5 separate regions of the Mus musculus genome follow, and all the other regions are linked to region 3. Evidence: chromatin contacts called from public Hi-C and HiChIP or PLAC-seq data. All regions are on one chromosome and are shown on one strand. Each heading gives the region's core, a stretch centred on a gene start, on an enhancer-like site or on the middle of the called end of the contact. The rest is flanking DNA. Distances are from core to core; before and after follow the strand shown.

Region 1 (2,700 bases), core at 83-2,582, 480 kb after region 3:
TAAAGTGGCCTTCTAGAACCAGGACTGGTGGTTCCTGTAGGCATAGGATGTAGGAGGCTGTTGTAGGATATTTGTGAGCTCAGGGACTCAGTGAGATTCTATTCCAGAAGAAATTAAAGAAAGAACAAAAGAAAGAAAGGGAAATCAAGTAGGTTAGCAAGCTTTGACATATTAAAATTCAGGACTGGAGGTTGTAGCTCAGTTGGTACAGTGTTCACCTGTCATGTAAGATGACTTGAGTTCAATCTCCAGTACTGAATAAAGGAAGGTATGGTGGCCCATGCCTGAGATTCCAGCACTCAGGAATCTAAGGTCACCCTTGGCTATATAATGAGTTCTAGAACAACCTGGGATAAGTGAAACTCTCTTTACAAAAGCAGAAGAAAGAAGAAAGAAAGGAAGGAGGAATGAAAGACGGGAATGGAGGAAGACTCAAGTTTATAAATTAAATTTCTTGACACAAAAATAATCAAAGTCATTGCCACTATGTTTTGTTAAATGTTGACACTTGGGTTCTTTTTTTTTCCCAGAGAGTAATGCAAAGCAAAAAAACATAAGGAAAGCATTCATATATTTGAGGTGCAAGAGTTTAACATCTCCCTTAATGAAAGCAGTTTACATAATATACCAAGTATGGAGTATTTAAAAGAAACATGGCAGACAAAGGGTTACTATTCATAGTACATAAAAATGTTCTTTTATGTCAACAGGAAAATGGGGGGTGTTTTCATAAGAAAACCAGGCAAAGGCTACACAAAGCATCAAATTCCAAAGATAAACAAACATGCAAGTTGATATGGGTTCATGTCGCCCATGTCACACAATGGCTTCCATATTTGGCTATCACACTAGCAAAGGTTAACACCAAGAGTTCCCCAAGATGGCGAGATTAAGGGAGGCCAGGCACCTTTGCACCTTGTTGGCTCTGCAGCACATGACAGGACAGGGCTAAGAAAAGCAGGGTCAGTTCCCTGGGACTTCAGATCTACCGAGAGAGCACCTCAGGCAAAGACCGATATAAAACTGTGTGATTTGGGTAAATCTGCAGTTAAGCACACAAACACGACCCTGCTCCTGGGACATGGGCTGCAGAGGCAAGAATTTAATCTGCCATCTGTGTGTCCAATGAGCTATGTGTGCATAGAAGGACTTCCTATGTGTGCATAGGAGCTGGAAAATAAAGAACTGACCACTAGGAACTGTGTTTGATCTTGAAACATACATAAAAGTCTGGGAACTAGAAGCACCTCAAAAGTGGACTCAGAGCCAGGGTCAGAGAACAAAGGGACTCTGCTTTTTCTGGTTTTCAATTGCCATAATAAACAAGGAACTAAGTATAGAACTAGTTCCATTTCTGATAAGAAAGTATGTATAATATACAGTAGAGTTTGACCTAACACATTGAAAGTTTGAATCCCAGAATCCCACACCAATCCCTCCATATAAAATGGCTTTCCCAGCACTCTGCTTTTTAGCAATTTCTTCATCTCCAGTGCAAGGGGAATTTCTTTCCTGCTAGGGTCGTCAAGCACTTCCAGAAATGCTTGGGTAGACATTAAATGCTTTCCAGAGCTCTGTCCTCATTTCCAGCTTACTCCACAGCATTCCCCGGGACAGCTAATGCTGTGCAGGAAATGACTCTGTTGAATGCACAGGAATAAAGCATCCCTGTTGGTCCCTGGTCAGGGTCCTTTTTTTTCCTCCTGAAATTGCATCATGAAGGAATTGTCAGCTCTGGTAACTGTCAAACTTGACCTCTGCCATCTGCCAGAGTGAGGTGGGAAGAATGTTTCCCTTTGTTCGGTTTCATTCACTCCTGTGATGGGCGGGCGATGAGACACTATCGCTCTTCTGTCTCCTCTAGGGTCTGAAGACAAAGTACAGAGGTAGAGGAAAATTAAATCACACTCCAAAGCCGATGCTCTCACTCTCGAGAGTCACTGCATTTAATAGAGGCACAGGAGCAGGCTTGGTTCGCCAGGGGCATGGGAAAGCTGACCCTTTGCTGGGTACTCTTTAGCTATTTTCCTCAACCTGAAGACACTGACCCTGGAATTTCTCCTATGAAAGGGAATTCGAGTTCAAAGTTTTATGTTCCTCCCAGTATTATTTAAAGACATTTGAGAGAGAGAGGGAGGGGGAGGGGGAGGGGAGGGGAGGGGGAGGGGGAGGGGGAGGGGAGGGGGAGGGAGAGGGAGAGGGAGAGGGAGAGGGAGAGGGAGAGGGAGAGGGAGAGGGAGAGGGAGAGGGAGAGGGAGAGGGAGAGGGAGAGGGAGACCAATAAATACTCCACAAGAACCTAAAACCGAGCCCATTGAAGACTGTTAAAAACCAGCAGCATTTTGATTCTTGGATGCTGAAGAATGTATTTATTTCCAAATGTGTTCTAAATGAAAAAGAGTTTTAAAATGATATGTTGACCAGATCCACATAGTTTTACTACATTTGCGATTAAGAAGACCCACCCCAGTCATTAAAATATCAATTTCCATTTTTCATGGCAGGTGGTAGAAATGCAAATGTTTTGCCTTTGATTTTGGAATTTTCTACTCTCTCTAACATTTCTGCAGGAATAATTGAGGAAGTGATTTAAGGAATTACTGTTTTGGATCTACAGGGCTCCTTTACGTCTCCAAATGATGGCATGAGCAAACATGTTTCTCTTCATAACCACAATTGCCAGGAAGTAATTGTTAAACT
Region 2 (2,700 bases), core at 4-2,503, 360 kb after region 3:
GCCTTCAGTGGTCACTCCCACAGTGATGGTCTCTGACTCCTCTAGCAATGATCTTATCATGGCTGCAAGTTTATGTTTCTTTTGTCGCCAGCAGAGCTTCCTGTAGGTGACCCAAGTTCACCTGGACCAACAGAATTCATCACGACACTTTCCCACTTCAAAGACTGAAAGAAATTCTATCACTCAGCTGCTTCATTACTGCTTATTTTATTTTATTTTTATTACTGGAGCCTGTTCATTCTGCTTCTGAGATTTCTAAGAAATTAACCCCTTTCTACTCTCCTTGGTCTGATTTGAATCTGGGTAATCAAAATGCCAGTCCCTCCCCTGAGCTTCCACACGATTCAAAACCCATTTATCATGCAGTGACTACTAGCTTCATCTTAAGAGTCTCTTAGTAAAGGTATTCTGGGAACAAAATGTCCCTGTTCTCCGCATCCTTCCCTGATTTCCCTTCCCAGCCCAGCAATAGCATCCACAGGTTTTCTGTGACACCCTCTGGATGGAGATTACTTGGTCCTACTTGCCTTTGGAATAGCTCTGATTACACTCTTAGGGGTGGGGATTTAAGAGGCAGCATTTCTGCAAGCATATGCAACAGTCTTCCAGCAGAAAATTTCCCCAGCTGATAGTAAAGGGTTGCTCTGTGCTGGAGTTTCGAGTTCACTATTTTCAGTGACACAAGGGGCATCTCAGGGGGTTGGCCACTGACTAGCAAAGGATTATAAAACCCATGCAGAGAGCATTCCTTTAAAGCAAGGTAAATCCAGCACCTATGTCCCGGGGATAAACAGACAGCATGACTCACCTTACAACGCCAAGTTAGAAACACTCATCTCTGAGTGGGATGAGAGTTTCTGTGAGAATAATCAAAACACATTTGGAAAACACCATTGCACAAACTTGGTGTCATGATGACTTTATAATTCTTTCTAGCTATAAACTATTTAACGTTCTTCAATAAAAGATCGGAAAGGACCAAAGAACATGTAATTTTCTTTGGAAAAAAAAATCCCTGGCTTAAACACAGTGAAAAGGTTTGTGTGGGTTCAAAAGGGGCGACATAGACACTATTTTTGCTATCATTGGCTTGCTTTCAACATTGGTGTCCAAAACAAATGAATCTGCATGGAAGTAGTTAGGGGCTGAGGCAAACTAAGCCAATTCTTTTAAAGATACTATTGCTGCGCTATCCTCCCCCATTTCAAATCTGTGCTGGAAGATAGAATCCACTTCAGCTCAATGAGTCACTTCAACATCCTTGCCAGGACAATTAAACTTCCAGTATAAAACATGACCCAAAGCCTGCCCTCCACCACACCATTCCACTTCAACCTCCCCCCACCCCACAGGGTCAGCGCTTGACATTCAAGAGCTTACAATTTCAACTGCTTAGCCAATGTAACCAACTTAATGCTTTTACAAATGATTTGCACCCTTCAGCACATTGGGTGATATAGAAAACGTGGTGTCAGTTCCTCCGCCTGTCTGAGCAACATTACACATTCCTCTTGTCCGTGGTGGAGGCAGTCTTTGCAGGATGAGGAAAGACAAGAAGCCAGCTCTCCATCTACTACTCTTTCTTCCTGAACTGACCCTCGAGGGAAGGACGAAGGGAGGAAGAATTTCAGTAACCACGGCCAAGAAAAAGATGTATAGCTCGGGCAGCCCTGTCACAGACGGTCGCATGAAGTCTTGGGGATTAAACTTCTTGAACTACCAGTTACTGAAGCAGTTAATACATCTTGCAAATTTGCGGTTGCCTTATTGCTAACAGCTGAGACGCCTTCCTTCCTCCGCTCGGTCACTATTGATGTCTTGCCATATTTTGAATATAATCCCCTCAACAGCATTACCTCATTTTTTTACTCCACTCTTGCAGATTAGCTCATCTAAGTTATGTTCTATGGTGTGGTGTATTGGTGGTGTGTGTTAACTGTGTCTTAATTTTTCATTCTTAAAAGCATCTCTGGTCATAAAAGTTGCTTCCTGAGTATCTATATCTCTCTATCTCTCTATCTCTCTGTCTCTCTATCTCTCTATCTACCTATCTATCCATCCATCCATCCATCCATCCATCCATCTATCTATCTATCTATCTATCTATCTATCTATCTATCTATCTATCTATCTTGACACCGCATGCTCCACCTGTGCATGAGGCATCTCACTCTTCCTTGATGTTTATAGCAGGGTGGCTAATGTGTAAAAAGAGGTGTTTTTGTATTGCTTTCCTTTTCAATTGTTTGTGAAGCTCACTCTCTTAGTAGGGATATTAATTTAGTGTAATTGTGATGGAGATTCCCATGGTTCTTCATTCAAAAGCAGCTTTTTATTTGTTGAAGATATTAGTTTTGTTTTTGTTGGTTTTTTTGTTTGTTTGTTTTGCATATACTTAAAAGAAATACACAGTCTACGCTTCCTGAGACTCAGAATTCAGTATTAAAGACGATCAAACTCAATCTAAATAAAATAACCCAAAGCATAGTGGAGCTCTATTATCCCCTGTTCTGCATCCTGATGTACCCGGCAGTTTCATTGCAAATTTAATGAAGTCTGCTTTCCCTCTACTTATCCAAATTACAGCCCTCAGAGTAAACATTCGCACAGAGGTTCTGTGCCTCTCTGTCCCTGAGGTTTGCCCCCTTTGGTAACTGAAACAAGCAGCACACAATTTCTATCTCTGTCTCTTCCATCTCA
Region 3 (2,700 bases), core at 10-2,509:
CTGCTTGTCACATGTTCTGGGACCTTATACTTCTTCCAAGTACATGGTGGGAAAGAACCCAGGAGGTGGGCGGGCTCTCTCTGCAAAACCCAGACCCACCCCTTCCTGTTTTCTGCAACAACAGACCTCACTTCCTATGGCCTCAGTCTCCCTGTCTGTGAAATACAAATAATAATGTTCATTGCTGTATATAATGTATGCCAGCTATATCATTACATATCATTACAGCTCCCTCTAGTAAGAATATAACCCCCCCCACACACACACACACATACACATGTATGCATCCCTAAAGGTTTGATCCTTTTGAACTAGGAAAATGATACTGAGGTCTTAACCTGGGGGAATTCTCAACAGTTTCCAGCTTTAACAACCTGTGTAGTCATCGTGGCCACAGAGTCATCACTAAGATTGAAATGTTGACTTTGACTAAAGGGGAAAGACCAGTGGGAAGAAAGATTCTGTTATCCAACCAGTTTGAGCAAGTTGAAGTAGAAAATGTCAAGTTATGATACTGTGTGACAGGAGACAGCAAACATTTAAAACCCAGGTGTCTTAGATAATGCTGCGACAGGCAGAAGATGGTGGGTCATCCTTGTCTAGGAAGGCTGAGGAGAAAGCCACATGAGCAGGGGCTCACATAAAGAAGGCAACAGTTCCTTTATTCAAAGCAGTGATACAGAGCATGCATTGGGTGAAAGGGACACTTCTGTATTCTGCTGGTTCACAGGCAAACAGGGCTGGATTGTAAACAGGCTAATGAAAAACAACCTGTGGAATCCCGGAGAACTCAAGAGTTAGGTCAGCAGTCTCAGATTGGAAGGCATGTCTTCAGGGCTGGGCTGGAGCTCCATGGAGCACAGTGTGTGTGTGTGTGTGTGTGTGTGTGTGTGTGTGTGTGTGTGTGTGTGTGTGTGTGTGTACACGCCTGTACATGCATGGGCACGCACTCAACACAGGAGGGACTCAGGGAAGCTGCGAATGAGTGATCCCCACCATGTAGAAACGGGATGCTTAGCTGCCTGCCCCTCCACACACAGACCCTTGGTGATCACAGACAGTGACTACTGCAAATTCCTCATGCCAGTCGCCCTCCCTTACTGGCCGTCCCCCTTTTCCACACCCCCTCCAATGGTCCAGAGCTCGTGGTCTTAGTAACAGAGGACTTCTGACTGTAATCCTAGCGCGTCACTTTGTTGAAGGCAAACACGTGGTTTGGGGAGCACATATAAAACTCTGCTCCGGGCAGAATCGTGATGTTATCTGCTGGCAGCAGGTTTGCTCGGAGCAGAGCTGCTGAAACTGCCGGCAGGAGAGCGAGTGGGAGAGAAAGAGAGAAGGCGCTGAGAGCTGAGCTCTGGGGCAGGCGTCAGGGATGGAGAGAAGTATTAGGGTTTAAAGAGCCATTCTGGAGCAACCCATCTGCGGAGAGAAGGATCGGCAGAGGTCTATTTTAGGGTCGCAAGTACCTACTTACCCTAAGCGAGAAAGTGCAACCTTGGTGGAAGCTAGGAGAAGCTAGGGAAGGGTGCGAGTCCCGGGGCAGCCCGCAGCCAACGCGCCCAGGAGGCGGTGTTGTTCCACAGGGGTTAAGGAGGTGGCCGATCGCTGTCGCCCTTGGCCGCCTGGAGCAAGAAAAGGAGGATCTGAAGGACCGAGCTGGAGGCTGGCCCTCTTTGCAGGCAGCAGCGGCGGCTGCAACGTGGAGCGACCCAGCCGGGTGTAGGCCACAGCGCGGCCGGCAGGAGCGGGATCCTCGCCGCCTGCTCCGGCCTCTGTGGATCTCCGGGGCGGACAGTATCCCACCGAGTCTCCGAGTGAGCCGCTCCGGGGCGCATCTGCCTCCCCGCGGCTCGCCAGGCTCGCCCTCGGCGCGCGCGCACGCACGCGCGCACACGCGCACACATCCACACGCACACTCATCCACACACGTGTGGAAGGCAGGGCCGAGCCGCTCGGTCTTTGAACTTCTCAGTTAGAGCCCGGCGCAGCCCCGGCCGCCGCTCAGCGCTCCCCGCGGCCCTGCGTGCCTCCTGCCAGCCCCCGGACCTTCTCGTCTCGTCCCTTTTGGCCGGAGGATCGGAGTTCAGATCAGCCACTCCGCACCGAGCCTGACACACTGAACTCCATTTCTTCCTCTTAAGTTTATTTCTACTTCAGAGCCACTCACCCTCTCCCTTCCAGGAGAAAAAAAAAACAAACCTTTCTTACTCCTTAAAGTGAGAGATTCCCCCCCCACCCCGCCCCAGCATCGCATATTAATATCTCCACGTTGGGAACGCGTTGCATTTTCTTTTTTAAAGGAATCCCAGCCAGGGACGTTTTTCTATTGGGCATTAACTTTCGACTGCTTTGCAAAAGTTTCGTATTAAAAACAACTCTACCTGACCGCTCTGAGAATTACTAGTTTCTTTTTTATATATATTTTTTCTTACTTTAAATAACAACATCAACGTTTCTTCCTTTTAAAAACATGCACTACTGTGTGCTGAGCACCTTTTTGCTCCTGCATCTGGTCCCGGTGGCGCTCAGTCTGTCTACCTGCAGCACCCTCGACATGGATCAGTTTATGCGCAAGAGGATCGAGGCCATCCGCGGGCAGATCCTGAGCAAGCTGAAGCTCACCAGCCCCCCGGAAGACTATCCGGAGCCGGATGAGGTCCCCCCGGAGGTGATTTCCATCTACAACAGTACCAGGGA
Region 4 (2,700 bases), core at 184-2,683, 420 kb after region 3:
AACCCCATCTCCCCTCCCTTTTGCCTCTGAGAGGGTGCTCTCCCACCCACTCATTCTCCCACCCCCCACCCCCACTTCACTACCTCCAGCATCCCCCTTCTCTGAGGCATCAAGTCTCTAGAGGATTATGCACATCCTCTCCCCCTGAGGCCATACAGGCAGCCCTCAGCTACATATGTGCCATATGAGCCTTGTAGAAGCCTATGTATGCTCTTTGGTTCATTGCTTAGTCTCTGGGAGCTCCCAGGGGTCTGGGTTATTTAATACTGTTGGTCTTTCTATGGGATTGCCATCCCCTTCTGCTTTTTTAATCCTCCCCATAACTCTTTCATAGGGGTCCCCAGGCTCAGTCCAATGGTTGGCTGTGAGTATCTACACCTGTCTTAGTCAGCAGCTGATAGAGCCTCTCAGAGGACAGCTCCTGTCTGCAAGCACAAAATGGTATCAGTAACAGTGTTGGGATCTGGCACCCACTGCCCATGGAATGGGTCTCAAGTTGGACCAGTCACTAGAAGGGCTTTCTGTCAGTCTCTGTTCCACTTTTGTCCCTGCATTTCTTTAAGACAGGAACAATTCTGAGTCAAAAACTTTGAAAGTAGGTTGGTGACCACATCCCTCCACTGGGAGCCCTGCCTATCTACTGGAGGTTGTCTCTTCAGGTTCTGTCTCCCCACTGTTGGGCATTTTGGCTAAGGTCATCCCCATTGAGTCCTGGGAGCCTCTGACATCCCAGGTCTCTGGAAGTTTCTAGAGGTCCCACCTACACCCTCTCCCACCCCTCAGCTGCATATTTCCATTCAGAGAGAAGGAGAGACCTGGGCGAGGGAGGAGTGGGGGAAGGGAAAAGGGGGACAGGATCAGATATGGGGGAAAGACAGGAGAGAAGCCCAGAGGGCCAGGAGAATGAATTGAAATAGTGTGTGTGTTATTAAAGAGAAAACACACAAACACCTATGTCCTGTATGTTTAAAACAATTATCTGCTACTTGGAAACGATTTTAACATCAAAAGGTTCAGTACTTAAATGAAGCCACCCCATTGCTATTACTTTGCAAGCTGTTGCGGAGAAGAAAAACCACATTGGTTAATTGCAGTAATTTGGACAATTGTTTTTCATGAATGGATTTCTTAATAGAGCAACTGCTGTGTGTTTGTATTGTGCTGTGGGGCTTGGGGAGGTGAGACACAACTAAGAAGGATAAACCTCTTTGGTTCTGAAATTATTTTATGTAAGGAGCATGACAAAATTTAGTAACTCACTGGAGACACAGAGCTAACCCTGTTTTTCCTCAATCAATGGCAGGAGTAGGTGTGAGTGAAGCTACTACTCAGGTGTCTCTCACCCGGACAGACCCAGTGCCTAAGCCAACCTTGATGACCTGATCTAGGCTCCAAGGCAGAAAAGATGACAAACTCAGACATACAGAAAACATGTACTGGCCTAGAGAGATGACTCAGCACCCAGGGGCCTTTCCCAGCACACACATGATGACTCACTCATGTCTGTCTGCAACTCCAGTTCCAGACCCCCTGATGCTCTCTTCTGACCCCTACGGGCACTACACTCAAGCATGACACATAGATATACATGCAGCCAAAATAGCCATTCACATAGAATAAATTAATTAATAGAAAAAAATTATTGAAATATTTGGGGAAACATCCAAATTTCTTCCAGAGGTCCTAGCATGAAGAAAATGAAAAGTGCGATTGCCTCTCACTTCCTTAGTTCTTAAGCAAAAATAATGACTTTGATTTGAATCCATAACTGCATAAAAGTAATTAGAGTTTTTAGATATATCACTAGATTAATTTACTTAGTTTGCATGTGCTTGCACATGCATTCACAACGCAGGTGTGGTGGTGCCAGTACAACGTGTGGCGGCCGGTTCTCTCCTGCCATGTGTTTCCCAAGAATAGAACTCAGGTCCTCAGACTTGGTTACAGGTTTCTTTACCTGCTAGGTATATCACCAACTAGATCTTGAGTTGGCATCTTTGGTAAGGAGAATGGCAAGCCTGTTTGATAGTCTCTTAGCACTTGACAGTCAGCAATACCAACAATAGCTATTATTCCCAAAGTACGACATCTTCAAATTAATGAATACATACAGTTGAAGTTTTGGTTTTGCAACTTCTTCTTCTTTGTCATACAGTGCCCAAAAGAAAACACTGGTCCAAACTCCCTCACTATGAGGGTATTCACCATGAGCCTGCGTGAATTACAGAAACTTCTTAGATTCAAACTCTGCTCCTCTTCCCTCATATAAAATTATTCCTCTCTCTCCTTTCATAGTGAAGTGCTCTGTAGAAGTCATGACATGACCGTTGTGTTACTTATAAAATATAGAACTAATGAGAGAAAGGCCACATATTTAATCTCTGGGTGGGCTACTTAACTCTGTTATGGTACATGACCACACACTTTATCTTAACTAGGGACTTGGATCTAGCAAAATATCAATTTGGTTCAAATTTATTCCAGAAAATATTCCAATGCTCTCATTTTATTCCGGGTCAGTGGTTTTCAAAAATATAGGTTTGGTTTCTGTTCAGAAGTTCTCACTGGGTTTTAAAACAACTGAAAAATGTTAGCATTACTCCTCTGTAAACGATGAGCAGTTCAGCTCAAGGCTCATTTAATCAGATGTCCGTTCCAACTTTGAGCATAAGCTGAGTTTAACGGTTGGCCATGACTAAT
Region 5 (2,700 bases), core at 183-2,682, 400 kb after region 3:
TGATATGAAAGAGCCCTGGGAGTGAGAGTCTTTCTTCCTTAGAATTTCCTTCCTAGTAAGGTAGTCCACAAAACAAAATACTTTAAATAGAATTTGATTGCCGGAAGATATTCACAGAGAATATTCTATATACTAGTGAACACTCAAGCTATGAACTCTCCCAGAAGTACCCCTAGCCCCATGCTTCGTCACGACCACCTGGAGGTCACTAGTTCGATGATTTCTGCCACTTGTTTGGTTGCATGTGGCTTTGAGATGAGCTGAAGTGGAATTGTGCTGAATGGAAACTTTGTGCTTGCATCTTTTGTTCATGCACACTGTGCACATAGCTGCAAGCGTTTGATGAGACTGGATCATCTTCTGAAGACACATAGAAATCTTCCTTGTGCTTCCTCCAAGGGATAACCCAAACCTACAGGCATGAACATGGCCACTGAAATGCAAATTCAGAGTGTTCATAATCACATTCTCCATCACAGCCCTAAATTGGAGACATTGCTGTGTAGATCATTATAGAACTGACAGATACATTGTGGCATATGCACAGTTCAAGGATAAAGACATTATCTCATGGAATAATGAGGATGAATCTCATAGTTATAAAGCAATTTAGTGGTTTAAAATACACCTTGAATGGAAGCTGGGAAGTTTAATATCTCTAATCCTTAAAGTGTACCCATGTTTGAATACCCAGCCCTACTTGCTAGATTCAATGTAATTATAGAGAAAATTTAATTTTGCTTCTACTCTAAAGATTTGTCATTCAGAATTAGTCAGATTTATTATTGGAATATGTTTATCGTGACAAGGATATTTTAATGAGCCAAAGAGTATTTAGAATGCATTAAAAAACTGTGTTTAGGGCTGGCAAGATGGCTCAGTGGGTAAGAGCACACAGACAGCTCTTCCAAAAGTCCTGAGTTCAAATCCCAGCAACCACATGGTGGCTCACAACCACCTATAATGAGATCTGACGTCCTCTTCTGGTGTGTCTAAAGACAGCTTCAGTGTACTTATGTATTATAATAATAAATAAATCTTTGGACCAGAGCAAGCAGGGATTGAGCAAGCAGAGTTGACCGGAGTGAGCAGGGTTGACCCAAGTAAGCAGAGTTAAAAAAAAAAAAAAAAAAAAAAACTCAATTCCCAACAACCACAGGAAGGCTCACAACCATCTGTACAGCTACAGTGTACTCACCTAAATAAATAAATAAATAAATCTTAAAACAAAACAAAACAAAACTGTGTCTAAGGTACTTCGAAACTCACCACCTCACCAGCTTTCAGTAATTCAGCAGCCAATCGCATGTTCAGAGAAAGTTCTGAGGAACCAGGCCTTTGTTCCCGTGGCACATTCCAAGGTAGGGTTGTCATCCTCCTACTTGACTCTGCTCATGTTACCTCCAGAGCACACAAGCTCGTTGAAGAGTCCAGCCAGCTCTACTTGTGTGGCATGGGAGAGACCAACATTCTTCAGTAGGATGAGTTACACAAGCGAACACTTCAGTGATAACTCTGGTTTAATCTAAGTTGACCGGTAGCCAAATATCAAATTGACCAAACTTCACATGAATTTTGCCTTATTTGAACTTACATAAGCATTACATGATTTTTTTAATCGTAAGTGAAGGTTATTTTTGCCCTTACCCAACTCAGTGATTAAGTGATTTTCCTGGTTTCTTCTTCTTCTTCTTCTTCTTCTTCTTCTTCTTCTTCTTCTTCTTCTTCTTCTTCTTCTTCTTCTTCTTCTTCTTCTTCTTCTTCTTTTTGCATAAGCAGTTATGGCCTTTTAACTACCTGTCATAGAAGAAAATTCAAATGCTCTATACTAACTAGCACTAAGACATAATACTTGACTGTGAATATTCTGTGTTTTTATTTACTGACAAGAGACCAAACCTCCCTAAATAGATGTGATGCAATTTTACAATTTGATATCTATAAGAATGTCTAAGGAAGTTAGAGAAATAATTTCATATAAAGGCTGTACACAGTTATGGGGATATTTACTAAGGGACAGTCTACCTCATGGGAGAGGCAGGATACAAATGCAAAATACATCTGGAAGAAAAGATGAAGAAGAAAGCATGGGTGGTCACTTTCCCAACCTATACTCTCTAATAAATCAGATATTGCTTCAACATTAAAATAACATATCATCTCTCACATCCTGAGAGCTCCTAGGATCATTTCATGGGAGAGTGGACAAATGCCTAACCAACCCCACCAGCCAACAGCACCTGTTTGCAAAACAGTTATTTGCTCTTATACACACTGTGAGCTTCTTGCCAGCATCAAGCCCACCCTCTGAAGCAGCTCTTAGGTGGTCACAGTTCTGAGCTGATTTTCAGACCATCCCACCTGTTCCTTACTTGTTTTGATCTAACTTTGCTTTTATACTTTAGACTTTTGTGAAAGTATTTTTTTTTTTAAATAGTCTTCTGGAAAGGTTGTTTTTGCAGTCCTCCTATTACACCTTGAAGGTCAAAACAAATTAGAAAGCTGGACAAAACCAGGAAAATCATCTCATTGCTCATCTCATTGCTGAGTTGAGTAAGCACAAAACTAACCTCCATTTATGATAAACAATAATGCAATACATTACATTCCCTGATCCGATGCTTTGTAGCCCTGTTCCTTAACAACGACAGTGAAGAAGAGATATGTCGAAGCATACATACTGATGCTCTTCTCCTCCCT

What was found. A called contact is a pair of places that touch in the nucleus more often than the background predicts. HiChIP or PLAC-seq counts read pairs in DNA pulled down with a chosen protein or histone mark.
Region 1: a contact with region 3 is called in an H3K4me3 HiChIP or PLAC-seq map of craniofacial prominence, with 4 times the contacts expected there. The contact joins the enhancer-like site here to the promoter of Tgfb2 in region 3. A contact is called at or near these places in 4 of 39 promoter capture datasets (embryonic stem cells, frontonasal cranial neural crest, liver and 1 more), 12 of 484 Hi-C or Micro-C datasets (the MC3T3-E1 cell line, the N1E-115 cell line, cerebral cortex and 5 more), 19 of 115 datasets of contacts at active chromatin or transcription factors (cardiomyocytes, craniofacial prominence, embryonic basal ganglia and 12 more) and 4 of 9 other capture datasets (adipose tissue, embryonic stem cells, liver and 1 more).
Region 2: a contact with region 3 is called in a Hi-C map of uterus, with 5 times the contacts expected there. The contact joins the enhancer-like site here to the promoter of Tgfb2 in region 3. A contact is called at or near these places in 7 of 39 promoter capture datasets (the 3T3-L1 cell line, the HPC-7 cell line, the SN4741 cell line and 3 more), 1 of 15 datasets of contacts at CTCF or cohesin (the NIH/3T3 cell line), 10 of 484 Hi-C or Micro-C datasets (the N1E-115 cell line, cerebral cortex, cortical neurons and 2 more), 14 of 115 datasets of contacts at active chromatin or transcription factors (the NIH/3T3 cell line, cardiomyocytes, craniofacial prominence and 10 more) and 3 of 9 other capture datasets (adipose tissue, embryonic stem cells and liver).
Region 4: a Hi-C map of the N1E-115 cell line shows a contact between it and region 3, with 20 times the contacts expected there. The contact joins the enhancer-like site here to the promoter of Tgfb2 in region 3. A contact is called at or near these places in 2 of 39 promoter capture datasets (hippocampal neurons and maxillary cranial neural crest), 1 of 15 datasets of contacts at CTCF or cohesin (the NIH/3T3 cell line), 13 of 484 Hi-C or Micro-C datasets (the N1E-115 cell line, adipose-derived mesenchymal stem cells, cerebellar granule neurons and 8 more), 19 of 115 datasets of contacts at active chromatin or transcription factors (the NIH/3T3 cell line, astrocytes, craniofacial prominence and 14 more) and 3 of 9 other capture datasets (adipose tissue, embryonic stem cells and liver).
Region 5: a contact with region 3 is called in a Hi-C map of myocytes, with 3 times the contacts expected there. The contact joins the enhancer-like site here to the promoter of Tgfb2 in region 3. A contact is called at or near these places in 3 of 39 promoter capture datasets (the C10 cell line, frontonasal cranial neural crest and hippocampal neurons), 1 of 484 Hi-C or Micro-C datasets (myocytes) and 11 of 115 datasets of contacts at active chromatin or transcription factors (the NIH/3T3 cell line, astrocytes, craniofacial prominence and 8 more).

What each region holds. Positions count from the first base shown.
Region 1 is chr1:186,222,658-186,225,357 of GRCm38.p6, reverse strand. No RefSeq gene overlaps it. Among named protein-coding and RNA genes, the nearest start is that of Gm35201, 86 kb to the right of the region's middle. Within about 2 kb of position 1,332, at least 23 of the 459 cell types and tissues checked have an H3K27ac peak or open chromatin away from gene starts, as enhancers often do. A contact at or near this core is called in the N1E-115 cell line, craniofacial prominence and neural tube, where this site is marked.
Region 2 is chr1:186,346,399-186,349,098 of GRCm38.p6, reverse strand. No RefSeq gene overlaps it. Among named protein-coding and RNA genes, the nearest start is that of Gm35341, 60 kb to the left of the region's middle. Within about 2 kb of position 1,253, at least 19 of the 459 cell types and tissues checked have an H3K27ac peak or open chromatin away from gene starts, as enhancers often do. A contact at or near this core is called in the SN4741 cell line, adipose tissue, heart atrium and 1 more, where this site is marked.
Region 3 is chr1:186,704,548-186,707,247 of GRCm38.p6, reverse strand. It overlaps Tgfb2 (transforming growth factor, beta 2), which reads left to right and starts at 1,259. Exons shown (of 7, transcript NM_009367.4): 1 at 1,259-2,700. The coding sequence starts at 2,474.
Region 4 is chr1:186,288,109-186,290,808 of GRCm38.p6, reverse strand. No RefSeq gene overlaps it. Among named protein-coding and RNA genes, the nearest start is that of Gm35341, 120 kb to the left of the region's middle. Within about 2 kb of position 1,433, at least 15 of the 459 cell types and tissues checked have an H3K27ac peak or open chromatin away from gene starts, as enhancers often do. A contact at or near this core is called in the N1E-115 cell line, pancreatic cancer cells and trophoblast stem cells, where this site is marked.
Region 5 is chr1:186,306,538-186,309,237 of GRCm38.p6, reverse strand. No RefSeq gene overlaps it. Among named protein-coding and RNA genes, the nearest start is that of Gm35341, 100 kb to the left of the region's middle. Within about 2 kb of position 1,432, at least 11 of the 459 cell types and tissues checked have an H3K27ac peak or open chromatin away from gene starts, as enhancers often do. A contact at or near this core is called in myocytes, where this site is marked.